Regions from separate parts of the Mus musculus genome. Here regions 1, 2, 3, 4, 5 and 7 are each linked to region 6. Evidence: chromatin contacts called from public Hi-C, HiChIP or PLAC-seq and Micro-C data. All regions are on one chromosome and are shown on one strand. The core of a region is the stretch at or near the end of the contact, and the rest is flanking DNA. Distances in the headings are between cores, read along the strand shown.

Region 1 (3,872 bases), core at 1,007-3,506, 380 kb before region 6:
GAACTTTGCATTTTCCTGCTTAAGCCTGTTGTTGAGCAGCTAATGGCAAGCTTCCACCACCACATGTACGTTTTTTTACCCCCCCCCCCCACGAAGTCAGGACTTTACGATCATTACCACTGGGCTACCTTTGTAGCCCATCACTGTTTCTCCTGAGCTACTGAAGTTTCTGGGTTGGTTTTCCTATGTGACTCTAAATTTATTTCTGTAAGTAAACTTGGCAACAAAGACCCTTTAAAGAATAGATTTTCCTGTCTGTCTGTCTGTCTGTCTGTCTGTCTGTCTGTCTGTCTGTCTCTGTGTCTGTCTCTCTGTATCTGTCTCTCTGTTTCTCTCTCCCTCTCTCTCTCTCTCTGTCTCTCTCTCTCTCTCTCTCTCTCTCTCTCTCTCTGTGTGTGTGTGTGTGTGTGTGTGTGTGTGTGTCTTTTGTGCCACATGTCCAGCCAGAGGTCAATGTTAGCTGGCCTGGATGGGCTCTCTCACTGAACCTGAAGCTCACTGGTTATCTGGAGTGACGAGTAATTCGGCTTCTCCCCATCCTGACCCTACTGTCATTACCATTTATTCCCAAATATATACTATAATTTACTTGTCAGCCCTATATAATAATATATAAACTCCACAATGTATTTGTAAAAAGACACAGAAGCACATCAGGTTGTTCTCTGTCCTCGCCTCTTCCTAATCATGATGGTTCTTTGAAATACCTTCTTTAAGCTAGCTTGGTTATCATGAATGTAACCAATGTCTGCTATGTTGGTCTAATGCTCCAGAAAAATGAGTATGGCAGACTTCTCCCCAGGAACACTTAAACTAGGCATTGACTTCTTCACAGAGGATATGCAATTGGTTTTAGCTTTTAAAGGGTGAGTAAGAGGACCCTAGAAGGACTGAGCAGAACTCTCAAGACTAAGACTACAGCATGGGGAACTTGGAGTGGTCTCGTTCACCAGTCTCAAGGAACAGCCAGTTGTAAGTCAGTAGTCTGCGTTTCAAAATGATGGGATGAGATTAGCAGTGGCTTGATGAGAAGACCTTTATCAGAGACCCTAGGGGGTTAAGACAGTTCCACTTGGGCAGCCTGGACCCTCTGAAGGAGCTACAGCTGGAAGGTGCTCTGGGGTGATTGGCCCTTCTCCTGTGGGGAAGGATTTCTTGGAAAAGGGATGGAGAATTGAGTCAGGGGGTGTGTCAAGTAACATTTCAAGAGCCGCCTAACTTCTTCTGCCCCTCAGACTACTTACTAACTAGCAGGCATCCAGATGAGCCATGCTTCTGAGAGGCAGGCCTTTGAGCCAACATCCCAACGATTCTTTGAGTTAATGAGAGGGTGCGTGGAGGGAGGGCGAGCATCCTTACCCTGCTCATCTTTTTAAAGAATTGTGTTGGGCTCTAGTGCAGACACAGGCCCTTCAGCACCCTTTCCCTGAGTGCTGGACAGGCAGCTGCTTGCAGATGAGAGATGAGAAGGACTCTTCCTTGGGCAGGGAGAAGGCAGCGGGACCCTCATGCCAGTTGCTGTTCCCAAACGTAGCCTCTCCTGAGAAGTGCCCTTAGCCTCCTTGTGTCTTCTCTCTTGCCTGGCTTACCTCCAAGCAGTCAAGCTCTGAGGCATTGTGGGCCTTTCCTTTTTTCCTGTCATTTACTTGAAGATTCGGATTTGCTTTGAGAGCTTTAAGAATTACAACATGGCAGGAAAAAGAAAAAGAAAAAGAAAAAGAAAAAGAAGAAGAAGAATAAAGAGAACCTCGTGCATTTGTCTTTGGAAACAGTCCACTTTAATTGCACCTTCCCTTTTGTCCTCCCTACCCCCAAGCCTTACAAGTTTTTGATGTCTATTCATTATTACAGGGACTTGTAGAAAAGGCAGAATCTATCTCCCTTATCAGCAGCCATACCTTTTCCCCCTCCTCCCCTTTACATTCTCTCCTTATCACTTGCAATTGGTTATTTCTGGGGTATTATTACTGTAGTTACCTCAAGGAAATTGATTAAAAAAATACCATGACAATTTCAAACAACAGAATTATTGTAGTGTTTTTTTTTTAAACATTGCTCTGCATCAGTACAGGATTTGTTATTCGTCCCTGGTTATTGTAGAAATACTCATTAAAAGCATTTCCCTCCAGAGCTGAATCGTGCCTTTCCCATCAGCCACTGTTTCTTTGAATGGGCTTGCCCTGGTCTTTCATCAGAGAAACACATCACCCATTTCCCGTCTTAAAAAACAGCAATTATGTGGAAATACCTCCTGATTTATTCGAGCCAGGGCCACTGGCCAGTGTGAGTCAGTACAATTTATTGCCAACTGTCACTTTTACATGATAGGTCTGTAACAAATACCTGCCGCATATTGTTAAATTAATCTTCCATTTAAAATTAATGGAGTTAGACTCCCCAGGTTCAATGTAATTTCGTGTTCACGGGCAGGGAAGGACTCACACTGCATACAGAATGAGATGAGGCCCAACGCCCTAATCTTTCATCACCTTGAACTCGAAGACTAGGACATGTCTCAGCATCGACTAATGAGATGGAGACCGAGTCTCTCCTGAGGACGCTGGCTCAAAGAGGCTTTTCTGCCCAGAAATAGCAGGCTCCATCTTATTTTAATAATTCCTCAGATATGACAAGTCTGATGTTGTGTGTGAAAGAGCCAGGCTTGGAAAAGAAATAAAATGAATTTTATATCATTACTTCAAAGCTGAAGTCAGAGGAAGTATGTTGCAATAATAATAATAATAATAATAATAATAACAACAACAATAATAATACAGGATGTGTTTTAGTTATAAAATACAGTAAGGAGGTGTCTCATTTTCATTCATTGGAAGGCACAGTCACCTTAGATTTTTCTACTGTATTCTTGCACCCATTCATACATTAATCAAAATAATGTGAATGAAAACAGGAACGTGTTCAATAAACATGTAGATGAATATATCAGACAGAAGGTGTCACTCTTGATGGGCTGTGTCACAAAGAACCCCTGAAAGGCTCATTGCTCTTTTTTGTGATTTTGTTTTTCCTGAGACAGGGTTTGTTTTTCTTCTATGTAACAGCCCTGGTTGTCCTAGAACTCGCTTTGTAGACCAGGCTGGCCTCAAACTCACTGACACTCTGATTGTTGTCTGCTGGGATTAAAGACGTGGCATCTTTGGAGAAGATCTCTCTCCCCAGTTACTCAGAGTGACAACTGTTTTCTGTAGAATAAATGGCTAACGCAGATGATGCCAAACTGGGTTCTGTGTGAGTGTGTGGTGTATGTACTCACTCACAGATACGCACGTGTGTGTGTGTGTGTATGCAGGTGTCTACACTCGTGTAAACCTATTTTCATGCATGTGTGTATAGTATACACACATAGGGACCAGAGGATAAACCCTAGTGCTGTTCCTCAGGCATCACCATCCTTGGTTTTATTTTTGAGTCAGGGTTTCTCCACAGCTAGAACTCCAGTAGTAGGCTGGGTGACAGGTAGCCAGTCCCCGCTGCGCCTTCCTAGTGCTGGAGTTATAAGCACCTGCCACCACATCCTGCCTTTCCCCCTCCCCCACCCCCACCCCCTCCACATGGATTCTAGGAATCAAACTGAGATTCTCATGCTTGGGAGGAAAGTAACTGAGCCATCTCCATAGCTCACCTTTAATTTCTTAATCATTTAAGCAAACTGAGTGGCTTTTATGTCTCATGGAGAAGCGCTAACAGTGGGTCTCTGCTTTTACACATGGTTGTAGCCCTGGCAGCCTAAGGTGTCTGTTCCTGAATTCTTAGGGAATATGGAACACCAGGGACCATTGGATCTTTTCTTCAGTCTAAAATGGATGCTAGGGAATATTCAAAGTAGATTCTTTTAAAGACAAGCAGTAAAG
Region 2 (3,364 bases), core at 99-2,598, 490 kb before region 6:
TCTGAGTCGCTGAGAGATATAAAGGGAAAAATCAAGCAATACTGTGTGTGTATCAGCAGCAGACGACAAGGGGTCTCGGACTCGGGCATGTGATGTGTGATGAAAAACTCACAAAGGGTTGGTAATGAGCTGTGTGGATGGGAACATGCTAAAAATGGCCACTGACTTTTGTGCTCTGTCTCTGTGCTTCCTTTACAGAGTTCAGCTCCTTCCAGCTTGGGGACAGGCTACTTCGTAAGTCCATCTCCACTTCCACCTGCGCGCCTCCTCTTGCCATCAGTTCGCTCGTATAACAAACCCTCATTACAGTGTGAAAAAATGACACCCGAGGAATCCCTCTTGCCCCTAACGAGCTCACTGATTTCTGCCCTGTCGTTGAGGATTGTCTTATTTCTAAAGGGTTTAACCTGTTGGGCCTTAAGGATCAGGAGGCATCTGCCTCGGTGGGGAACTTAGCACGTTTAGGAGATAGGGGGGACACATGATTGCCCTTGCCAGCCCAATTCCATAATTGCTGGAAGTCAGATTACATATGGAATTATTTGATTTCTTCTAAGTACTCAAAAGAGCTTCAGTGTGCACAGTGACTTGCTTTTCTGTTTCTGTTATTTCACTGTGAGGGGAGATGGCATTCCAGTAGTGTTTTCCTTGTACTTGGTTGGTAGCTGTATCTGGCTTTTAAGCCAGCAATCACCACACTCCACAGTTTGGCAAATACAGATGCATTATATGTGTTCTGGTCCTTACACTTTGTTCTTAGGGGAGGGGAGGGGATGGACGAAATATACCTCTGGGATTATTACACTATCTTTCATTCAAGGACAGAGAGATGGTTGCTTCATTGCATTTTTTATAACAAAATTATCCTTTGTGGGTTTAGTATTCCTTCTCATGGTATAAATGAGGAAGAATTACAAACCACAACTATTTACACAAGATGGCATAGCACTGTGTATTTTAGTACTTACAGGCACTTGATTGTGTTCTGAAGTAACGCTTGATACTATAATACGCAAGATAGAACACATGCTACCAACCATAGCCAATAAACACCCATTCAGTTCAGCTGCTCTTAACGTTGTCCTCTTAACATGGCCAATCAGTCTTCTTGTGACTCGTTTCTCTGACTGCATTTCTGGTTGAATTATGAAAATCAGCATCGTTTCAGTGAATATCAAGTCTTTCCTAAATTTGGCCCAAAAGGCACCCTCACCTGGTCCCACTAACTTCGTCTTGAACTATAATCCAAGGAGAATGCTAAGGATTCCTCTGGCCCTGCATCATACAGTTAGCACACTGATGGTGGTTCTGCGCAGCGGGCCTGAATATTCATGCTTACAGAAGAAGCAGGATACGCTCCGTGTCTTGCTTTAGCAGTTGAAAGAACAGACGTCGTCCCATCTGCCATCTCTTCACACCAGGCTGGGTGTGGGTTGCGATGCTGGAAGTAAGATCTGCAGGCTGCGGTGCCTGCCCTCCATGCTCTCTATCCTCACCCCACCTCCCTTTCAGAAATAGAGCCGAAGCCACCACCTTCACCACGTTCAGTTACAGCCTGAACATTCTACTGTCATTTATGTTGTCAGTGTGATCACCCTGAAAGAAGGGTGTCACTTCAGGAATCAGAATCCACATTTTGTTTTGCTTTTTACCTCCTTAGTTCTTGGAATGCTTTTATTACTTAATGACATATTTGATAACTAGCGAATCCTTGATTAGGATTTGGAAGGGTTTTTTGTTTTTGGGTTTTTTTTTTTGTTTTTTGTTTTTTGTTTTTTTGTTTGTTTGTTTTTTTGTGCTGGGTCAACTTTGCTTCGCTTATAAAACTTACTCATTTTGTAAAAGTTGCCTTGGTAAAATCAACTTACTTTGCTTATCTCAAGAGCTGTCGTGTTATTAGCGTACATGGAGAAGATGAGTACCAGATGTCTGTCCCGCTCTCAGCTATGATAAAAATGCCCCTCTGCGGAATGTGTTTCCAATCCCACATTGTTCCGTTATCACCCTGCAAAATCCTTAGTGGAGTTGCCAAGCCCTCATCAAAGCCGGGCTCTGTTTCCAGTGTCAGTCCAACGGCATCACGTGTAGTACTCGATTTCAGGGACTGACTTCCACGTTGGCGAGTCTCTTGCTTTTAAATGGAAGTAATGTATTTACAGTTTCTGTGATTGGCCCCTCTTCCCCAACTTGAGATACAGTGTTTATGTTGTGCTCATGGTCCTTTTATGAGAACGGCTTCACTAAGTTTGTAATGAAGGTGAGTCACTATCAGGTTGAGTCCCATACTGTTTTTTTTTTGTTTGTTTGTTTGTTTTCTCATTAATTGCCTTTGACAACTCTTTGAAATGTGGAAATCACCACAGATGAGCTAATCCTTATCATTAAATCATGGACTGTTGAATTTGAAAAGACTAAGTTTCCCTACCTTTAGCTGAACAAGGAAGAACTGTTTTGTTTTGTTTTGTTTTGTTTTGTTTCGTTTTTAAACACTGTCCCTTGCTTCAGTATCCCTCCTCCCTCCAGAACCTTCTGTTTGCTCCCCTGTCCTATAGTGGAGATTTTAGTAAACTAAGGTGAAAACCCAGAAGTTGTCCTTGTTCATGAAACTGATACTGTAGTCCATGCATCACGGAGTCTGTATTTGCATGCAGGTGAGGTATGTGTTGTTACCTGCAGTTGCCCATTCTTGGGCTAATCCAAGAGTGCTTGCATTTGCCTCTCAGTTCTTCAGCTGTATCTGTCTCACTTTGCTGAAGGGCTTTGAAGAAACCTTTGTTTTTGATCCGGTGATATTTGTTTATGTCTTCCTGGTTTTGTGTTCCAAAGATGTCTGCTTAGGTCTGTCAGTTTTCCAATCTATGCAGAAGATTTGAGAGATGGGAACAGCAGTGAAGAGCACTATTTACATAAGCAGATTGCAAAGGATTCTCAAAGTAGGCAAAATAGAGAAGGATTGGAACAAACTTTGCACGTTTGGGGGAGGCTTTGAATACCATGAGTATTACACACACATACTCTCTCTCTCTCTCTCTCTCTCTCTCTCTCACACACACACACACACACACACACACACACACTCCCTCCCTCTCTCTCTCTCTCTCTCTCTCTCTCTCTCTCTCTCATTGCATACGCATACCCTGCTCAGCTCATATTCTAAATATAAATGAAATTATAGGCAACTTGGAATCAATTTGCTGGGTTTTTCTTTCCCTTTTGGCAAGCGTACTGAAACTTGTTGGAGTGTGTATAAGGTTTTCTTTTTTGTTTTTTAAACGTCAGCTCACTGAATACATTTTCTGTTTTGATTTAAACAGTTCTGGATCTCTTTCCTTCTGAGACATGCAGTCAAAATTTCACTCTGAAA
Region 3 (3,751 bases), core at 1,145-3,644, 360 kb before region 6:
GCATCTGGACTCCACCTTCCTTCTCCTGGTCTTCAGCATCGTGGCTCATAGAAGATCTGACGCTCACATTACATTATGACTTAAAAATTTGTAACGAGGGCTTATGAGACAGCTCAGTGGGTAAGGCCTGGATCCACATGGTAGAAGGAGAGAACTCACTCCTGAAGGTTGTCCTCTGAACTCTGTGTGCTCACACATACACACTCACACACATACACACAAGTTAATAAGTAAACAGGTTTTTTTTTTAAATAAAAATAATATCCTTTGCTGCATCTTTGTGATCCTATGTAAGGGACCAGTGGATGACTACTGCTAGATGCCCATCATAAAAGCAGGAATCTAAAGCTTAGCAGTCCTTCCTGGCTCCCCTAAAGTACCCTGCTGTAGAGTATGCTAGCCTGTGATGAACACACCTTAGTTTCTCAGTACGTTCTTCTCCACATTGCTTAGACTGTGTATATATGGCAGAACACAGTGTTTATGTGAGAACAATGTATATTATTTGAGCCTTGGCTGCAGAACCTACCTGGAAATGGGTTTCACAGTTTGCATAATTGCCTTCTCTTTGTGTTTGCATAGATGGCATTACATGGCTGGAAGATGAAGGCAATTATAATTTATTATGCTGTAATTGTTACCTAAATGTTTTTGAATAAGCAAAAATCACATCTGTTTAGGAATAAGTTGCACAGCAAGAGAATTCCCTGTGAAATGAGTGCACGTTCTCATATTCTGTAACTGTACACATAAAACAACGTATTTATTTCCCCACCGAGTCCATTACATTCCCAAGTCAAACTGCATCTTCTCTTCCCTTCCCATATTAAACCCTTTGATTTAATGGAGGTTTTAACTACTGGTTCTTTAGGGAATTTTCAGTAGGCTTCGTGCAGATTAGGTTATTGGAAAGTATAGTTATTTGCTTGTAAAGTGGCAGTTCTGTGTCAAAATTGATTTTCTCTGGAGCCACAACAGTAAAAAAGATAAGTCTCTGCTTTGCATCCAAAACACCCTGATGCTCCTACCATGATCTTTTTTTTTTTTTTCCTCTTTTCCTCTTGCTCAGCACCATTCAGTCACAAGCTGAGTTAGGCAGCTATGAACACAAGTAGCTAGAAGGACCTTGATAGACAGTGGTGATGGTAGACAAGGCTGCTGGTGCATTCTGAGTGTTAATGGTCAATGACAGTCAGAGTTGACAAACACCATTTTTCTCCTTCCTAATTAAATGACAGGTTACATGCACATAAGCCCAAGTCTATAGAACTGTAGTATGTAGAATTAGGGTATTATCTGTCTTCCTTCCTTCCTTCCTTCCTTCCTTTCTTTCTTTCTTTCTTTCTTTCTTTCTTTCTTTCTTTCTTTCTTTCTTTCTTCCTTCCTTCCTTCCTTCCTTCCTTCCTTCCTTCCTTCCTTTCTCTTCTCTCTCTCTCTTTCTCTCTCTCTCTCTCTCTCTCTCTCTCTCTCTCTCTTTCTTTCTTTCTTTTACCTATCTATACATACATCTATTCATTTAACTGTTTGCCTCTGTCTATCCATTTACACATCTATCTGTCTATCCATCCATCTAAGTTTGTGTATCAGCAGAGTTCTGTAGCCCAGGCTAGCCTATAACTACTAATGAGCCAAGGATGACCCCAAGCTTCTGAGCCTCTGGCTTCTATCTCCCAACTGCTGGAATTAAACCATATAACCAACTTTTCATCTGTTTTTAATATTTTGTTTTAAACTTTGTTTTTGTCTCTGTATGATTATCGTGCTATTTAGCATGCATTTATCTGCCAAGGCTAGAAGAGAGCACGGGATCACTCTGAGTTTGACTTACAAGCCACTGTGACCCCCTCTATGTGAGCTTTGAAATGTGAACCCAGGTCATCTAGAAAAGCAGCCAAGCTCTTAACCGGTGAGCAATTTTCCAAGCCCACACTGTCCACTTTTTCTGCCACCCTGTCAATCAAACCCAGGGCCTTCTTTATGTTAAGTGAGCACTTTACCAACTGAACTACATTCCTAGACCTTGTTTCCATGTTTAAACTGTTTCATGAAGGTCCTTTTAAATGTCTCACATGGTGCTTTACAAGAAAGGTCCATCTGTTAAAAACTATTCTAGTGGCCTCTCCAAGATGAGTATGTGGCCTGGAGAAGAGACTCGGTGTGCCACTATAGTGCCTCCTAGGCAAACATGAGGCCTCGAGTTTTCATTCCCAGCAATCAAGGAAAGCCAAGTGTAGCAAGGATCTTCTAAAAGCAGGCTCATATCAGCATTGTTGGCTTAGGTAAGCAATTCATAATTGAATTGTTTGGAAATCCTGGCACAGCTCTGCTCAGCTGTCCTCAAGTTCCTGTGCAAGTCTGGAGACGTGCTTGTGAGACTTCACAGCTCTTTGTGAAACTGATTCAAAACTAGTTCTTCCAGTTTGAAGTGGAGGAGACTTTGAAAAAAAGACAGGGTGTGGCTTGCTCACCCAAGGTTGCCAGCTCACAAACAGAAGTTCAGTGGCTTTACACATACTTAAAGCAGACATTGAAGCATATATTGCTGGGCATTCTCTGGCTGGTTGAAAGAGGCGACTTTTATTCCTGTAGATTATTTGTTGCTACAAGGCCCCAAGAGACATAGTCTTGGAAGAATAGTGATTGTATACATTAACTTCCATGTAGCTATGTATGCCAATCCATATGAGAGATATATGGTTCAGACAAGAAGGAACTATTAAATCACATCCCAGCTTCTATTAAACCTCTGCATTGATACCCGGGCTCACCTTCTCCTTAACCCAAATTAACACATGCTCTTAGCAGTCTCCAATCTAAGGCAAGTCCCTGAGATGATCAAGTGACTGGGAAGACAGGAGAGAAGAAAATTAAAATAAACGATAGGGTGACCTCCTCACACCACTTGTGGTTTCTCAATTAACCGGAAGACACCCAGCTCCGTGCTGCTGTTCTTGCAGTAATAGGTTTCACCTCCCCATTTAGTGCCAAACCACACGGGTGCCACGCACAGACACAGACACCTCTAATCAGATTGGCAGCAGATAGAATTAAACCATTAAGGCAATTAAGCAGTTCTTAGATAACATTTGATCAGTTCAATGAAAATGCAAATGCATTCTTCTCTTAGAGAAGTAAGTTGACAAAAGGTCACTAGGCATCCTATAATCTTCCTAACTCTTTCCCTAGTGGAGATTGCAGTGTTTGCGTCTCAGAGCTGCATGGATAGTACTGTTTTTTTCTGAACGCACCAGCAGGAACATTTTTATGGGGTTAGATATACCTGTGTGTGTAGTTTTGGGCATGGGAGTCTGAGCTGGGTAAGTGAATGGATATGAACGGATATGACCAACGACACCAACACATGGCCAGTTCACTGGTATAAAGGAACACTGTATGCCCCAGCCTCGAGATACTTCCGGAATGAGCCACTTTTTCCTAAAGACCGTTCCTTTTCCACCCCTCTGACCTGTCTTAATATGTTCTTCATCTTTTCTTTGTGCTCCCAGTAGGCTATGGATTGAACTTGATCCACATGGCTTCTTTATTTAGGAATGGCCTCTTCCCATGGTCTTTAAGTACAAAAGGACCCTGCCCCGCACACTTGGAGGGCAGTGTCCACTAGCACACAGCTCTCCTAATCTTATTTTCTAGGGGTGACAGAATCTAGCTTCTTTGCACCCCACCTTACCGTGCCCAGTATCTTTCCTATGCTGGAAATTTGTGACCTTTTAGTTCATGTCTTGAGAGCTCT
Region 4 (3,778 bases), core at 295-2,794, 410 kb before region 6:
AGGGTATGCCAGATTAACCCTTTCCTTCCCTAAGTTGCTTTTGGTCAGAGTGTTTTATCACAGGCTCAGAAAGAAATAGGAATAATTGTCGCTATCAGCGAAGTCCACATATACATCTGAGATCAGGAACCTGTAGAATACACTTGTCTAGTGTGAGCTCTCTGCAGTGATCTGTCTCCTGGTCTCCACATATACTTCTGTGGTAAGTCAGCTGTGGTCAGTCACCTCCTTTCATTGTAAAATGTCAGTCGTGTAGCAAAGGGCCCTTCATTATTCAGATAGATTCTCCAGACTTTGTATCCCTCATGTGAGCAGGGTTGAGCTTGTTCTCCACATCCAATAGGGTATCTCTGTGTCTTGAGTGACCAATAGGAATATTTGCATCTCTCAAACTGTATGTTTAGTGGTTGCGGAGCTGAAGAGAAACAGCATTTCCCAAGTATTTGATCATCCTGGGGCCCTCAATTATTTCATTGTGGTTTAAAGGGAGTCAGCTCCCATTCTTTTAAAACTTGATTACCTTTCCATTCCTTTCTGGCAAACAAACAGCAGCTGTTTCTCATTGACAGCGGTTCCACCAGTGAACAGTCCCAGAAACTGACACTATTAACTGTCCTGCTTAAAGGAGGACTCTGACTCACATGTGATCCCGCCGGTGTCCAAAGTGTAATATTTAATTGCATTTTCTTAATCTTTACCACTGTATTGCTAAGCTTTCTAATACCTTCAAAATACCAAATCTCAGGCTTATCCTAATTAAAGAATCTCGATTTAATCCATATTGCATGACAATTCAATTTGTTGATTGCTTTTTCTCCCCCCCTCTTTGTGAAATTCCCGTCAAATGTATTAATTCAACATGATGAATCCTGTATTCAACCCACTGGAGTGAATAATTAAAATTAGCTGATAAAACTTTCAGCAGAATTACTTTGTGAAATTGCTGAACAGATGTGTCATTTTAATGAAAATCCACAGACAAGCTCCTTCTCCCCCTCGGCAGGATAAAAATATTATCCCCTCGGCACACACTTAATTTGGTGGTAAATACACTCGGAGCGATTGCTGGAAGGGAAGAGAAAGCAACTTGTCACACTTAGTAACTTGATTTTTCCCCAGCATGCAGTAACAGCCATCTACAGTAATTCATAGTGCTCTATTGTTGCTGCAAGTCCCAAAGAGAACTTATTAAAATGCAATAATCTCCTATTTAAACAGAAACAATAACCATTAAATTTCCTGTGGATCCAAAATTGAGCACAAGCCCCATCTGGTAAGAGTGATTAGAGGCCTGATGAGGGAATTTAATTTGCAACATTCAAAGACTAAATCGGAGCAGATCTTGTCACCTGGGACTCCAGTGCTGCTTGCTGTCTTCTTAAAAAATCTCAACCTAAACTGAAAATGGAACTCAGGAGTGAAAATGTTACCCAGGGGCCGCCCAGACAGGATCGCGTTTCATTTTGTCTCCAGCAGGCCTTCTGAGCTGAGGGGATTTCACTGCTGTCTGCCCCAGCTTCCTTCCTAAGGTTTTTTGACAGGCCTAGCAAGGGGCTGTAGTTTCCCGGGAATGCCCTTTGCTTCTGTAACATGGCCAGCCCCCACTGGGCCTGGCCTGCCTGCCCCCTCCCTTCTCCCTCTTGTCTTTCAGCTTCCTCCTCCTCCCCTTCAGTCTTCTTGGGAACTCACCTTCTTATTTAAAGCACTAGGCCTTCAGCAGGCTTCTTTGAACAAGCTCTTTGTCTGGTGGTACCTATTCCATCTGGAGTCTGGAAAGCCTGCCTTTTTTGGAATTTGTTACTGTTTTAATTTAAGAGCTTGAGGGTTTGGAGTGATGATGATTCAGCAGTTAAGAGCATGTACTACTCTTCCAGAGGGCCCAGGTTCAGTTCACAGCACCCATATTAGGTAGTGCAGAACAGCTTGTAACTCTAGCTTCAGGGAATCCAACACCTCTAGCATCCATTGGCGTGTGTGTGTGTGTGTGTGTGTGTGTGTGTGTGTGTGTTTACATGCACACACACACTGGTTTAGGAGTCCTTGCACTCCTGTCACACAGTCCCAGGACACACCTGTTGATCATCAATGAGTAGACACTCCTGTAAGGTCTTTTCTGGTCACAGTCAAGCTCTGTAGTAATGCTGAGATGACTGGATGCAGAGAGGAGGAAACCTGTGAGATCAGAGCCCTGCTTCTTCCTTGCTAGTTGATACTTGGTTTCCTTTAGTCAGACAAAAACTCTGCTTTATGACTTGGATGTCTTAATTTTTTCCCTCTCCTGGGATCTTTGTTTCTTTAAACATCCCTCGTACACTCCTTGTGAACTCTTCCAAAACTGCCTCTCTCAGCCAGTGTTCTCTCCTCCCTCTCTTGCTCCTTTTCCTCCCTGTGACTTGGGGCAGGCCACATCATTCCCAGGTCGATCCCAGTACTTACTGTAGCCTACTCTTTGTTTTTTGTTTGAATGACATTTATTTATATCTGTGCATTCTTGCCACAGTACTCTTCTGGAGGTCAGAGGGCAACTTGTGGAAGCGAATCTGTCCTGTGGTGATGCTGAGGATTGACCTGAGGTCACCAGACCTGGCAGCAAAGCAAGTGTCTTTTTCTGTTGGAGCACCTTAATGGCATTGTTTTAGTTTTTTGAGACAGGGCCTCCTGTAACTGAGCTAGCCTCAGAGTTCTATTGTGCATGAAGAGGACCTTGAACCTTAGATTCTCCTGCTGAGAATATAAGCGAGCATCACCATCTCCTCCCCCTCATCCGGCCTTTGAGATCATGGTCTTCAGGTCTTTGGCTGAGAAGCCCTGTCTATCTCCTTCTCCCCTCCCTTTAAATGCTTATAGAGCTAATCCTATCAATTAATATCCAGGGGTGAGTGGGAAAGCCCATCCCATGAACTTTTCAAGAATATGTAAGGCAGTGCACAGAAGAAGGAGGTGGTGTTGAGAAGTTCGAGGCACGTCACCATGTCTGTGTGTATACATATGAGAAAGTGTGTCACTGGGGCAGGAACCAGAGAATTGCTGAGTGTTGCCATCAAAACCATGAGTAGGTGACTGGCGAGTGTAAACTCTCACAGGTTGCCTGAGCTAGCTTGTGACCTTGCCCTAGAATCTCACAGGCACAGATGACAAGGAGTGCAGACTGGTGTGGTGTTGCTAGAGATGCAGACTTAATGTAAAGCAGCTGCCCGGTGAGTGGCCCAGGCTTTGATGTCGGGTGCATCTGATGGTGAAAGTTCCTTCACTCTCGGGAGTCTGACTTCCTCAGGTTGTAAAGCAGTGTCTAATCACACCTTTATCATATGGTTTCTGCTGGGCTTTTTTAACTCGCTTGCCATATGGAAGAGATAGGTAAATTACAGCCATGCACTGGGAGTCTTGAGTATAACAGAGGTAATGAATCAAATACAGAACAAAGCCGGGAGAACTTTGCCTCACCCACCCACCACCCCGCCATGAAGTATTCCTTAGATACTGCCAGAAACACTTCTTTTCTTTTATTTATTTATTTTCCTTTTTTCCTGTGTTCACGCATCATGAGCATGAACGTGGAGACCTCTGGTTGATGTTAGAAATTGCTCACGTCATTTACTGAGACCCAGTCTCTCAGTCAAACTCAGAGCGTGCATATGTGTCTCTCTAGTCAAAGGATCCCATCTCTGTCTTCTGGGACTGGAATTACAGACGTTTCCCCTCCTCCCAACCCAGGAGCCACCGACCATTGACTTAGGTTTGGGGAGGTGGACAGATAGGATCTCTGGTCCTAACACTT
Region 5 (3,397 bases), core at 849-3,348, 310 kb before region 6:
TTATTCTTCCTACATTTTGTTTGTTTATTTTATGTGTGTGCGCTTGTGTGCATACCAGCCCCTGTTTCTCTTTTCACCAGCCTTCTACCTTACTTTCTGACATGGTCTCAATGAACCTGGAGCTCACAGGTTTCTTAGACAGCCCTGCAGCCCCCAGAATCATCCAGTCTCTGCCTCCCCAGCTATTAGATTTTTTGGTGATTGCCACCTCACTTAGATCTTTTTTATTTTTTAATATAAATTCTAGAGATTGACATTAAGTCTTCATAGTTGCAAAGCAAGCAGTTTATTGAGCTATCGTCCCAGCTTAGATCCTCTTTCTTTCTTTCTTTCTTTGTTTTGTTTTGTTTTGTTTTGTTTTGTTTTGTTTTTCAAGACAGGGTTTCTCTGTATAGCCCTGGCTGTCCTGGAACTCACCTTGTAGACCAGGCTTGCCTCGAACTCAGAAATCCGCCTGCCTCGCCTCCCGAGTTCTGGGATTAAAGGCAAGCGCCACCATGTCCAGCGATCCTCTTTCTTTTAATAAACCTGACCAGTAAAGACTCACAAACTCAAGATGAATCACTTAAGTCACTAAGACTTTGAGTGGTTTATTCATAATCACATGGCAAGCAAATGATTGACTAGATTCCACCCCTGGAGTTAAAGTGGAATTAACATGTTCTCAACAGTGGCTCACACATGATAACCTGTGACTCACATGGGATGTGCTCTATGAGTAATATACACACTGAAATATACATGATGTCTCCTAAGCAGTGTGCTCATATCAGCCTCCGTGTCAACAGTGTGTTGAAATGATGCTCATAACATATTATTGGATATTGAAGTGATATTTAGCCATATTGTGGTGTTATAAAATAGATGATTTTTCTGGACTGAAGAGTGAACGTAGGATTTCACACATGTTAAACCCCTCCCTGGGGGATTCTAGGCAGGGGCTCTACCACTGAACCACGCCCCCAGCCCCTCCCTGGGGGATTCTAGGCAGGGGCTCTACCACTGAGCCACGCCCCCAGCCCCTCCCTGGGGGATTCTAGGCAGGTGCTCTAACACTGAGCCACATCCCCAGCCCCTCCCTGGGGGATTCTAGGCAGGGGCTCTACCACTGAGCCACGCCCCCAGCCCCTCCCTGGGGGATTCTAGGCAGGTGCTCTAACACTGAGCCACAGCCCCAGCCCCTTCCTGGGGGATTCTAGGCAGGGGCTCTACCACTGAGTTACATTCCCAGCCCAAATGCAGTTTATTAAAAACAAAATGAATGGCTTCTGTTTCTATTTTAAAGGCTACTTTAGCGTTATATACAGAACATTTTCCTCTAGAGTGCTTTCTTTTTGAGGTTAAGTCGCCCAGACTGTCCTCAGGCTTATACGTCTGTAACTGCCTTTACCCTCCTGTCTCCACTTCCCGAGTGCCAGAATTGCAGGTACCTATCAGCACCTCTTCACTGCATTCCGAGTCTCCGATTCTAAATTATTGAGGGAATAACTTAACCACCTTTTGACTCTTCGTTTCTTCATCAGTTCTAGAAATGAATGTTAAAGTTCAAGTTCTAATCTAGAGGCTGTGGTGGTCGCTGTCAGTAACATACTTGTGATTTATGCATGAGGACCTCAGTTCAATCCCTAGAACCCACGTGAAAATAAAGTATAGCAAACCGCATGGTGGCATGTGTTTAGAATCACAGCTATTAAGATGCAGAGAGCAGCAAGTCCCTGGGGCTCACTTGCCTGCTGTACCAGGTCAGTAAGTGACCTTAGGTCCCAATGAGAGAGCCTGTCTTAAAACAAGGAGAGGATGGAACCTGAGTTTAGGATCTGGCCTTAATGTGCATATACACATGGCCCTAGCAACAGAATCTCCATGTCCTTACAGCTGAGTCATCATGGCGCCCTATGAACTTGCTCTGTTATAGACTAAAACAGCACTAACATGTCACATAAGATCGAAAGGAGGGATCATGACAGGAATGTGGCTGATGAAATATCCCCCAAGGCCCATCTTCACCAAATCTCTGACCCTCTACCGGTTGTTCCCATGTGATGTCATCTTCCAGAGAGTGCCTTCCAGCAGTGGCTCAAGGCCTTCCTGTGCCCTCTATTCCCGTACCTCCCCACCACTCTGTGGCCCACCTGCCTCTCCCCGATGCCCGTCTCTCTGGGTGTATCCACAGCTGATGGCCTCCCTCTGTTATTGGCTGTTTGGGCACTAGGCAGATCTGCCTTCCCTGCCTGTGAGAGCAGAGTCCTAACAGCATTGCCCTGCACCAGGGATCTCGGAGGAGCTTTATGGCTCTAGCAGGTACTCGCAGCTGATATATGACACTAATATAGGGTTCACTTTTATTCTCCACCTAAAAAAAGATAGATTGTTCCAAGTTTAGACAGGCTGTAAAACCGCGTGCTTCTGGAGCCGCACCGCCCTCCCCAGAGACCGCTCTAATTGCTTTACATCCGTACAAAGGTTCCTTGTAATCGGGCTTTCTGCCTTCATTTGTCTTCTTTTCAGCCTCTTAGTAAAGACCTTAATTGGTCTTGGTGGGGCTTTTTTCAGTTAGTGCAACTATACCTTCAGGGCTGAACAAGTAGCAGACACTACCTGAGGGGAGAAAGCGGGGGAGATGGGAAAGACATCAATACTCCTTTACCTTTCAGAGTTTAATTAATGTGCTCAGAACAAGGAGCGAGCAGAAAGAATTTCTGCTCCTCCGGGACCCCGCTGCAGATCAGACATAACCGGGGTTAGGTGGAATTTTCTAGATCTCTTTCCCACTTCAGTCTCTGTGAACACTCATTAGCCTCGTAATTGTCTCACAGTAAACTGCTGTATCAGGTTTCCATCCATCTATGCTGGATCGAGTTGCTCCGGCATCAATAGACTGGAGTACTGGGGGATGCCTGTGAAGGGAAATAGCCTCTAATTTCTGTTTCTTAGCTACTAATTATTTAATAATACATTTTATTGCCTATTAAAATGTGGCATAACTTGCTTGTCAGCAAAACGAGATGGAAACTAATCATTTGTGGAAAAGGATAATTGGCGCTTATACAGATGGCTTTTTACCTCACGTTGGATTGGTTATTGTGGGTGGATTTCCTCGCTGGGTTTCTCGGTTCTGTCCATGGGTTGGTCAGCACTCCTAGGTGGGTAACTTTTTCTTGCCCTTCCTTCCTTCTCCACGCCTAGTTTTCAAAGGCCCCAGTGGATTTTGTATCTCACTGGCAATCACCTTACATGCTGGAAAACGCTCCAGTAGAGACATTGTTTAAACAAAGGGTGTTTTCATGATGGTTGGAATTGGTCAAAACTTACAGGTTTTCATCTAGTTTTAAAAAAGAGGAGGGGGGGGGAGAAACCCATGTAGGAAAATTGGATCCGTTCCCAGCTCCCTCATAGA
Region 6 (3,734 bases), core at 492-2,991:
TCAGTGTTGACGGTGGAGAGATGGCTCAGTAGTTAAGAGTGCTTGTTCTTGTCAAGTTCCTAGCACCCAAATCAGGCCACTCACAGCTCCAGGGCATCTGTCCTATGGAGCACTGGAACACAAGTAGCACACTCAGAGGGGTGGGGAGGGAGGGAGAGAGAATCTTACACTTGATTAAAAAGGAAAGAGCGGCTGTGTGTTCTGGTAGAAGGTCAGTCACTTAAATGACTGAGGGCCGAATTAATGATTTCATCCATCCATCCATCCATCCATCCATCCATCCATCTCTGCCCCAACGCGCTTAGCTTAGCTGAGCTGGCTCCAGGGGACATCCTGGTGATAGATGATAAGTTACCATCCATGGAGCGAAGCTTTGACTTTGCTTTCCCTGTCTTTATGTTTGCTGCATAGAAGGGGAAGCCTCAGTCACCACTTGGCTGGTGTGAATGTATACACAAGTCGGATAGTTTGAGGAACTGTGCAGAGGGAAGGCAGTTCATGAAACCTACCGTGATTCGTGGGATGAGGGTTAGATCAAGATCTTTTTCTTCTAGACTAGGAACCCAACCTCCCATCCATGTCAGACAGTACAAAGATTATGTTATATTGTGCACCTACTGTGTGCCCAGAATCTGGACCTCCACCCCCATCTCAGAACCAACTCTTTGCATATGAGATTGGCCTAGAGGCAATTCAACCCCGGGCTACGGGCCTAGTAGCCTCTCCTTGGTTTAGAGCAAATCTCGGAAGCTGTAACTGCAAAAAGGACCGGAGCGTCGCGGTTCTTGCCCGTAGAGGGAAAGGCGCCATGGGGACCAGGGGCCGGTCCGCAACCGGAGGCGGGATGTAGTGGGAGCCACAGCTGTCAGTGTCGCACCCAGGGACTGCGCCCCCGCGGGGCCAACCGGGCGCCAGGGTGGAGAGGAGGGGCGGCGAGGGGCGGGGCACGTGGGGCGGGACGGAGGAGGGGCGGTGGCACCGGCTGGCGGCTCCGGCTGGGCGCGCCGAGAAGTCCCGCTCCGAGAGCCGCGAGCGCCAGGAGTAAGGCGCGCTCGGTACAATCCGGGCAGCGAAGTCCAGAGCGCGAGAGCAAGGGTGGGAGAAAGGGGTGTCCTCGCGTCACTACCAGGGACCCCCCTTCTCTCCCTCAATCCAGCCCCGGGTAGCCGGTGGCGCTGGCGGCGGGCCGCCTGATGGAGTTCACTTGAGCCAGGAACAGGCGGGAGAGGCAGGCCGGAGCGGAGCTAGTCCTGCGCGCCCCGTAGCAGCTTCAACCACAGCTTTCCACACCGCAGGCGGGCAACACCCGCGGCAGATTGCGACTCCCGGAGCGTGTCGGTGCCACGCCGCAGCGGGCCCAGGACCCATCAGATCAGCCCGCGGCGGTGCCGTACCGGCGGCACCCGCTGTTGGGGAGCCCGAGGCGGCCGCCGGGGAGCTGCTTTCGCCTCTGCCGCCGTACGCCCTCCTCCTCCTCCTCCTCCTCCCTCTCCCTCCTCCCTCCCTCCGCACATGGTCTCCTTTGTCCTGTCGCCGCCGCAGCCGCCTCGTTCTTAGCTCCGCGCGCCGCGGCAGCGGCTCCCGGGCCGCTGCTCTTCAGCCCTGCCAGGTCCCCAGGGCGCACCAAGTTGAGCCTCTGGTTTAAGCCAGCCGGTTCCCCGCGCGCCCCGCAGGAGCAACCAGGAGAGCGCGCGGGCCGGGCCCCCTCCCCATCTCCCCGCCACCCGCCCGGGACTTGGCTGCGTTGGATGTGCGCGCGCGGCGTTGACTCCTGGCTGCCGTGGAGGAGCCGGGTGCTGCTGCTGCTGGCTCTGCTGCCGTTTAGGATCCGGTTCGGATTTGGTTCGCGTGCCTCAGCTTTGAGACTTTGGAGAGGAATTAGCAAAACACACAGACTTGTGGACCTAGCCGGGCCGGCTGGAGTTGGGCGTTTTCTCTGCCTTGGGTTTTGGTTGCTCTCTCCCGGTGGTGTGTGGTGATCCACCCGGAGAGAACCTGACGGAGGACTCAAACCATGAACTTGGGGTTGACAAGACCGCCGAACCCCTGGCGACCAGGTAATGTTGCCCCACCACCACCACCGTTGGGGGGATGGGGTGGGGTGGCTGGCTCGCCTGCGGTCCGCGGTTTCGGGGGAGGAGGCAGGGGTCGAGGGGTCTTTTGTTGCGGCCGCAGCCGGGCCAGGGTGGTAACGGAGGCGGGCTGCTGGCGTCTGGCGGGCCTGGCCTTCCTCCCCCACCCCTCCCCCGCTCCCCTTTGTACTTTCCTAGCTCCCTGAGCTGGCTGGGCTCGGCCGGTGAGCCGTGAGTGCCTGCCGGGGGAGGCCCTAGCCAACAGAGGCGATCCCACCTCCGGGAGTGAACCCATAGCTCCCAAGGGAGATCCGCTGGACTCCTAGGCTGGGAATGCCCGCACCGGCTCGGGCTAGGAAGGGCTCCTTGGAGCGGCGCTGCCTGCTGACGGGTCACTGTCCTTGGGCTGAGCTCCGGGTCCCCGCCCTCCCGCTTGTGCGCACGCGGAGCCCGGGGAAGCAAAGGAGAGCTAGCTGGTGCAGGAACTCACCCGCGCCTAAGTTTCTAAGAGAATTGTCTTTGCACCTTCTTCCTGCGGGTGCCGTTTTGGAGAGCTACCTTAGCGAATTGAGTTTTAAGGGGTTCCGGGTACAGCTTCAAACATCTGGGACCCACCCGTGCGCACGGGAATTTTTTATTTCTTTATTTTTATTTGTTTTAACCAAACTGCTTTACCCAACTTTTCCTTCTACGCCAGCTACAGCTTCTAGACCATAAAAAGTATTGACATAAAAGGCAAATAGTACCCACCCTGCCGTAAAATGCCCCAAAGAGCATGTTTGTCTGGGAATTTTAGGTTGTGCTTCTAAGTGTATATAAAACTCATCAAAGCCAATCGAGGTGAGGAAATGAAATAGCAACTGATATTAAATTCTGTGCGGCTAAAGGTAATGGTTGCTGGAGAGAAGCGGGAAGGCATCCATGCGTCTGCCACTAGATCCACCGCACCTGCAGTCCTCATTGCTAATTTAAAAAGAAAAAAAATTAGGGAAATGAACCAAGTTATAGAAAGAAATGCACTTTTTTCTTCTAAAAGCAACGAAATGAAAATGTCCCCACGATTAAGGCGCCCAGCGATATGTACAAACGATTTTTTAAAAATACGTGTGTATGTGGAGGGTATATGAAGAGATGAAGGGAAAACTTGCAGGAATCAGTGATCCCCTCCACCTTTAAGTGAGTATGGAGGATCCAACTGAGGTTGTTGCATTTGGCAACAAACCTATTTACCTGCTGAGCCATCACGCCCACCCTGTATGGATGATTTTTCAGTCTTGTTGAGTGAAGGAAAATTACTTGAGGACCGTTGAAGCAGCTACATGGAATCTGCACCTATCAAGGCTTTGCCTGGGAGACTTACTTGAAGAATTTGGACGAAGATGGTCCAGGAGGCCAGATGGAAGAACAAGGGACCTTTTTTATTTTTATTTTTATTTTTTAAACCAAGGCACCGAGACACATGTACCTTTGGTGTTTTTTTGCCTTTCCAAAGGAGGCCTTTTTGAGACACCCCCTGACTGTAAGCAAGGCACAGGAGACAATTCAACACTTTGTGACTGATGCCAGTAAATTGAAGGGCTCAAAAAGCTTCCATTAGAAGGCATCGCTCCAAGCATCTTGAATCTCCGTCAGACATATTTCCTTGACAACCATTGGTCACAG
Region 7 (3,466 bases), core at 654-3,153, 450 kb before region 6:
ATTGCGAACGGTACAACCGTTCAGATACCATGTAATGATAAATCTCTTCTGGAGGAAAATTTGCCTTTAATATAGCCACAACACAGAGAGTTTCCCATCCTAGCCCCTTGGGGGTCCCTCACCGTTACCAGCATGGTATTTGCTACTGCAGTAAGGACAGAGATTTTGATGGAAAGTCGATCTGCTTTCATTGCAGTAGAAGAGCTTAGACGGCTAAATTCTTATTATTTATCTATATCTGAAGGTACAGAATGGACTCTTTACTCATTCTCACGAAGTCCTAATGTATCTTGTCCATGTAGCAAAATCTAGGGATAGGGACCACCTCTGCAGCTTGGGGCAGCACCGGGGTTCTCTGAGACTCATCGTTTCTTATGACTCAGTTTTGGCAGACATGGCCTCTCACCATCTCCCCTTCCTGCCTGGCCTTTGCTTCTGTTTACCTTGGCCAGGCCTTAGGCTCAGCCAGACGCCACCGTATGCTGCTCTCATCTCAAGCAGCCCCGTCATCTTCTTGAAGTATGTCATGGCTCTGAAAAAGCTGGAGGTAAACCTTGCGTGACTAAGGTTGGCTGCATCCTGCCAGATATGGACAAGTGGAGAGAAAGCCTGGACATGACTGTAACTCCTTCATGTCGATGGTTCTTTTAGGCCCCAAAACATGCGTGTTGGTCGCCATTGTGGGGCAAGAGATGGGGTCCTTTAGGAGCCATGGGTATCCAGAGAGAAAGCTACACTGAGCATTTTAAAAGCTATATGCCATCACTTTCTTGGTCATCCCTGGTGGTATAACTTGCTGTCTTGGGAAACAGAGGAGGTGCTAAAACCCATGTCAGGCTTCCTGTGAGCATGTGGATTAGTGTGTGTACACATGTTCACATGTGTTCATGTTCTTCTTGGGAGGGGGTTCCACTACTCACTTTTTTTTTTTTAAACAAAATCTTTCATTGGCCACATTTCCTATGTCGGCTGTCCCCTGGCTCCAACTAGCCCAGGGAGCCGCTTGTCTCTACTTCCTCTATGCTGGTGATTAATACCATATCTAGCTATTTTATACATGGTTTCTGAGCATTATGCACATGTCCTCATGCTTACAAAGCAGGCACTTTATTGATGGATCCATCTCCCCAACCCCCATGTGCATATTTTTTTTTAATCTCACATTAATTTGGCAGAGGTTTGCTACAAATCTTAAGCTTGCCTTTCCACAGCTCTGAAAACGACCTGTCTTCTTGGCCCGTGGACTCACCTTGTGCAGTAGAATTTGTTCAGAAACAGAAATCGGAGACAGGAACTTAGCAGAACAAAGGAACCTTTCTTATGAAAGTCGATCTCTGAGTTTAGTCTGCCTTTTTTTTTTTTTTTTTTTTTTTGCTCTAGAGGGAATGGCATGCCCTCAAAACCAGCTCTGCCCAGCTTGTTACCAAGTTTGGCATATAATTCTCATGGCAAATGCTGGGATTAATGCTGCGGTTGGGCAAGAAGAGTCTGTCATGGTGGCATTTATCTCCTTTCAGACTCCTTCAGATGCAGCTTTTGTAAAAATTTTCTAGGGTGGGTAGCGGTCAGAGGAACTGGAGCACCAAGACCAGGCTGTCGCTACCAGGAAAGAAGCGCCGAAGCCACCGCAACGCACTATACAAAAGGAGGCTTTCTTCACTCCTCTGGTCCATGTGGTTAGCATAGAAATAGTTTATTGTGAGAGTCTCTCAGCCACAGGTCTTTCTAAAACATAATTGTACCCTCCAGGGAAACCAAAATAAATACCAGCCTAATAAACTTCAGATTCTCAAAAATAAGTTATCCGATTGCATTTCTGTAGCTGAAGAAAAACATCAGGGGTTGGCACGAGTTTCTCACTCTGCTTTGAATTATTTCCCAAGCTGCCCTGTCGCAGCTCAGCCCTAAAATGGAAGAAAATACTTTATCATTCGAAGAATAACAAACAGAGTAGGAAAGTACAGGTCTTCGGAAGAGAGGCAGGAGTGAATTCTTGTCCACAACTTCTGGTTTTCTCAGAGTAAGATGGCTCCGTCAACAGTCATTTGTAGCCGGCGTTAATGGAGTTTGTCTTCTAGTAGAAGATTCCACACAGGCTTCCCTGAAATTGTAACACTAGCCCTGAATTGCTCGTCCTTGTGCACCGCCTTTGCAGTTTTGCTAATCCTTTGGTTCCTGGGTTGGACCTCAATTGCAGCCTATGTTCTGCCTTCAGCTGCACAAATGTGGTGGGTGTTGTTCCAATTTCAGTTTCTCACAGCTGACTACTTGAATTTATCTTCTGCCTTCTCAGTTTGCATCTGTTGTTACTGTCTTGTCCAGTTTTCTTCACCGTGGCTACCCCCATGGTGCCTTTGACTAGCCAAGATTTTATTTGATTTGTCTATTTTATTATTTTTTTTCTTGTATTCAGGTGTCTGTGTGCATGCGTATAAGTATATTTATCTGGTGCCCTCCAGAGCCAGAAGAAGGCATCAATTCCCTGAAGTCGGAATTACAGGCAGTACTGAGTCTCCTAACGTGAGTGCTGGAAACCAAACTCATATCCTTTGCAAGAGCAGCAAGTACTCCTCACCTCTGAGCCATGTCTCCAGCCTCTATTTGATCATTTTTAAATGCATTGTTAGATAGTAAGGAAAAGAGACATCATGAACAGCCATGTAGCTCCCAGCTTGAAGAGTGATAATGTTCTCAGTGGCCTTGTATCTGTGGCATTTATAGGTACACCTCCTCCTCACAGCTCAGGGGTGTGTTGGTATTTGGGACAAGGTTCTGTGGTTCTTTATAATTTTTTTCACATAGAGAACAAATGATATGTAATTTGTTTATATCATGAAAAACTGACCTCTACCCAATGTAGTTTTTATTTGGTTAGTTGGTTTGTGTGTGTGTGTGTATGTGTTTGATTTTGTCCTATTTTGTTTTTCTGGCTTTCAGTTAATTGTGTCTCAGGCAGCCCTCCTGAGCAAGAACCGAATCACCTCAGTGTGGGATCGGTTGGAGTAAAACTGACTTTTCTAAAATATTTTTCTTCACTTTTAAACGGTGGTAAATGGATGACTTTTGGTTGTAGTTCACTTGGTAAAGTGTGTGTGTGTGTGTGTGTGTGTGTGTGTGTGTGTTTGTGTGTGCCTAGCACAAAGCCCTGAGTTCAGTTCCCAGAACTACATAAGTTGGGAATGGTGAGTCACTCATGTCATACCAACACTTGGAAGCTGGAGACATGAGGACAGAGAATCCAAGGTTATCCTTGCCTATGAGGTAAATTCAAGGCCAGCCTTGGCTAGATGAGACCCTATCCTCCATTTTTTTTAAGAGCACATTCATATGGCATTGGAAACTAATTAATGCTTAGTTAATGTAGCCTCCATCTCAAGGCATGTCTTGCCCTGTCTCTTTCAGCCACTTAAGTATCAATACAGGCTGTGTCCTTCTCCTGTCAAATGGTGGAGGACCGGACACAGCT

Evidence for each region. A called contact is a pair of places that touch in the nucleus more often than the background predicts. HiChIP or PLAC-seq counts read pairs in DNA pulled down with a chosen protein or histone mark.
Region 1: a Hi-C map of the N1E-115 cell line shows a contact between it and region 6, with 4 times the contacts expected there. The contact joins two enhancer-like sites. A contact is called at or near these places in 1 of 15 datasets of contacts at CTCF or cohesin (large pre-B cells), 12 of 484 Hi-C or Micro-C datasets (the AML12 cell line, the C10 cell line, the N1E-115 cell line and 7 more), 14 of 115 datasets of contacts at active chromatin or transcription factors (cardiomyocytes, craniofacial prominence, differentiating embryonic stem cells and 11 more) and 2 of 9 other capture datasets (embryonic stem cells and embryonic trunk).
Region 2: a contact with region 6 is called in an H3K4me3 HiChIP or PLAC-seq map of forebrain, with 8 times the contacts expected there. The contact joins two enhancer-like sites. A contact is called at or near these places in 9 of 484 Hi-C or Micro-C datasets (the HL-1 cell line, cerebral cortex, cortical neurons and 3 more), 18 of 115 datasets of contacts at active chromatin or transcription factors (SST interneurons, VIP interneurons, astrocytes and 14 more) and 3 of 9 other capture datasets (adipose tissue, embryonic stem cells and embryonic tail).
Region 3: a Hi-C map of epidermal suprabasal cells shows a contact between it and region 6, with 3 times the contacts expected there. The contact joins two enhancer-like sites. A contact is called at or near these places in 6 of 484 Hi-C or Micro-C datasets (the AML12 cell line, the C10 cell line, cerebral cortex and 3 more), 15 of 115 datasets of contacts at active chromatin or transcription factors (craniofacial prominence, embryonic basal ganglia, embryonic forebrain and 11 more) and 1 of 9 other capture datasets (embryonic stem cells).
Region 4: a contact with region 6 is called in an H3K4me3 HiChIP or PLAC-seq map of forebrain, with 6 times the contacts expected there. The contact joins two enhancer-like sites. A contact is called at or near these places in 1 of 39 promoter capture datasets (hippocampal neurons), 10 of 484 Hi-C or Micro-C datasets (the C2C12 cell line, cerebral cortex, cortical neurons and 5 more), 20 of 115 datasets of contacts at active chromatin or transcription factors (a beta-TC-6 cell line, craniofacial prominence, differentiating embryonic stem cells and 13 more) and 3 of 9 other capture datasets (adipose tissue, embryonic stem cells and embryonic tail).
Region 5: a contact with region 6 is called in an H3K4me3 HiChIP or PLAC-seq map of embryonic limb bud, with 6 times the contacts expected there. The contact joins two enhancer-like sites. A contact is called at or near these places in 17 of 484 Hi-C or Micro-C datasets (the C2C12 cell line, the N1E-115 cell line, Sertoli cells and 7 more) and 17 of 115 datasets of contacts at active chromatin or transcription factors (craniofacial prominence, differentiating embryonic stem cells, embryonic basal ganglia and 12 more).
Region 7: a Micro-C map of palatal mesenchyme shows a contact between it and region 6, with 2.2 times the contacts expected there. The contact joins two enhancer-like sites. A contact is called at or near these places in 3 of 484 Hi-C or Micro-C datasets (the C10 cell line, the MC3T3-E1 cell line and palatal mesenchyme) and 16 of 115 datasets of contacts at active chromatin or transcription factors (craniofacial prominence, differentiating embryonic stem cells, embryonic basal ganglia and 11 more).

The regions. Positions count from the first base shown.
Region 1 is chr5:131,915,560-131,919,431 of GRCm38.p6, reverse strand. The region is part of intron 4 of Auts2 (autism susceptibility candidate 2); the gene reads left to right. Among named protein-coding and RNA genes, the nearest start is that of 4930563F08Rik, 37 kb to the right of the region's middle. Within about 2 kb of position 2,256, at least 11 of the 459 cell types and tissues checked have an H3K27ac peak or open chromatin away from gene starts, as enhancers often do. A contact at or near this core is called in the N1E-115 cell line, where this site is marked.
Region 2 is chr5:132,027,860-132,031,223 of GRCm38.p6, reverse strand. Auts2 (autism susceptibility candidate 2) reads left to right here. Exons shown (of 20, transcript NM_001363480.1): 4 at 199-234. Among named protein-coding and RNA genes, the nearest start is that of 4930563F08Rik, 150 kb to the right of the region's middle. Within about 2 kb of position 1,348, at least 24 of the 459 cell types and tissues checked have an H3K27ac peak or open chromatin away from gene starts, as enhancers often do. A contact at or near this core is called in SST interneurons, cortical neurons and forebrain, where this site is marked.
Region 3 is chr5:131,896,879-131,900,629 of GRCm38.p6, reverse strand. The region is part of intron 4 of Auts2 (autism susceptibility candidate 2); the gene reads left to right. Among named protein-coding and RNA genes, the nearest start is that of 4930563F08Rik, 18 kb to the right of the region's middle. Within about 2 kb of position 2,394, at least 28 of the 459 cell types and tissues checked have an H3K27ac peak or open chromatin away from gene starts, as enhancers often do. A contact at or near this core is called in epidermal suprabasal cells, where this site is marked.
Region 4 is chr5:131,946,412-131,950,189 of GRCm38.p6, reverse strand. All of the region lies in intron 4 of Auts2 (autism susceptibility candidate 2), which reads left to right. Among named protein-coding and RNA genes, the nearest start is that of 4930563F08Rik, 68 kb to the right of the region's middle. Within about 2 kb of position 1,544, at least 27 of the 459 cell types and tissues checked have an H3K27ac peak or open chromatin away from gene starts, as enhancers often do. A contact at or near this core is called in craniofacial prominence and forebrain, where this site is marked.
Region 5 is chr5:131,851,127-131,854,523 of GRCm38.p6, reverse strand. The region is part of intron 4 of Auts2 (autism susceptibility candidate 2); the gene reads left to right. Among named protein-coding and RNA genes, the nearest start is that of 4930563F08Rik, 27 kb to the left of the region's middle. Within about 2 kb of position 2,098, at least 36 of the 459 cell types and tissues checked have an H3K27ac peak or open chromatin away from gene starts, as enhancers often do. A contact at or near this core is called in the N1E-115 cell line and embryonic limb bud, where this site is marked.
Region 6 is chr5:131,535,983-131,539,716 of GRCm38.p6, reverse strand. The region is part of intron 5 of Auts2 (autism susceptibility candidate 2); the gene reads left to right. Among named protein-coding and RNA genes, the nearest start is that of Gm29681, 120 kb to the right of the region's middle. Within about 2 kb of position 1,741, at least 172 of the 459 cell types and tissues checked have an H3K27ac peak or open chromatin away from gene starts, as enhancers often do. A contact at or near this core is called in the N1E-115 cell line, SST interneurons, cortical neurons and 5 more, where this site is marked.
Region 7 is chr5:131,991,193-131,994,658 of GRCm38.p6, reverse strand. All of the region lies in intron 4 of Auts2 (autism susceptibility candidate 2), which reads left to right. Among named protein-coding and RNA genes, the nearest start is that of 4930563F08Rik, 110 kb to the right of the region's middle. Within about 2 kb of position 1,903, at least 25 of the 459 cell types and tissues checked have an H3K27ac peak or open chromatin away from gene starts, as enhancers often do. A contact at or near this core is called in palatal mesenchyme, where this site is marked.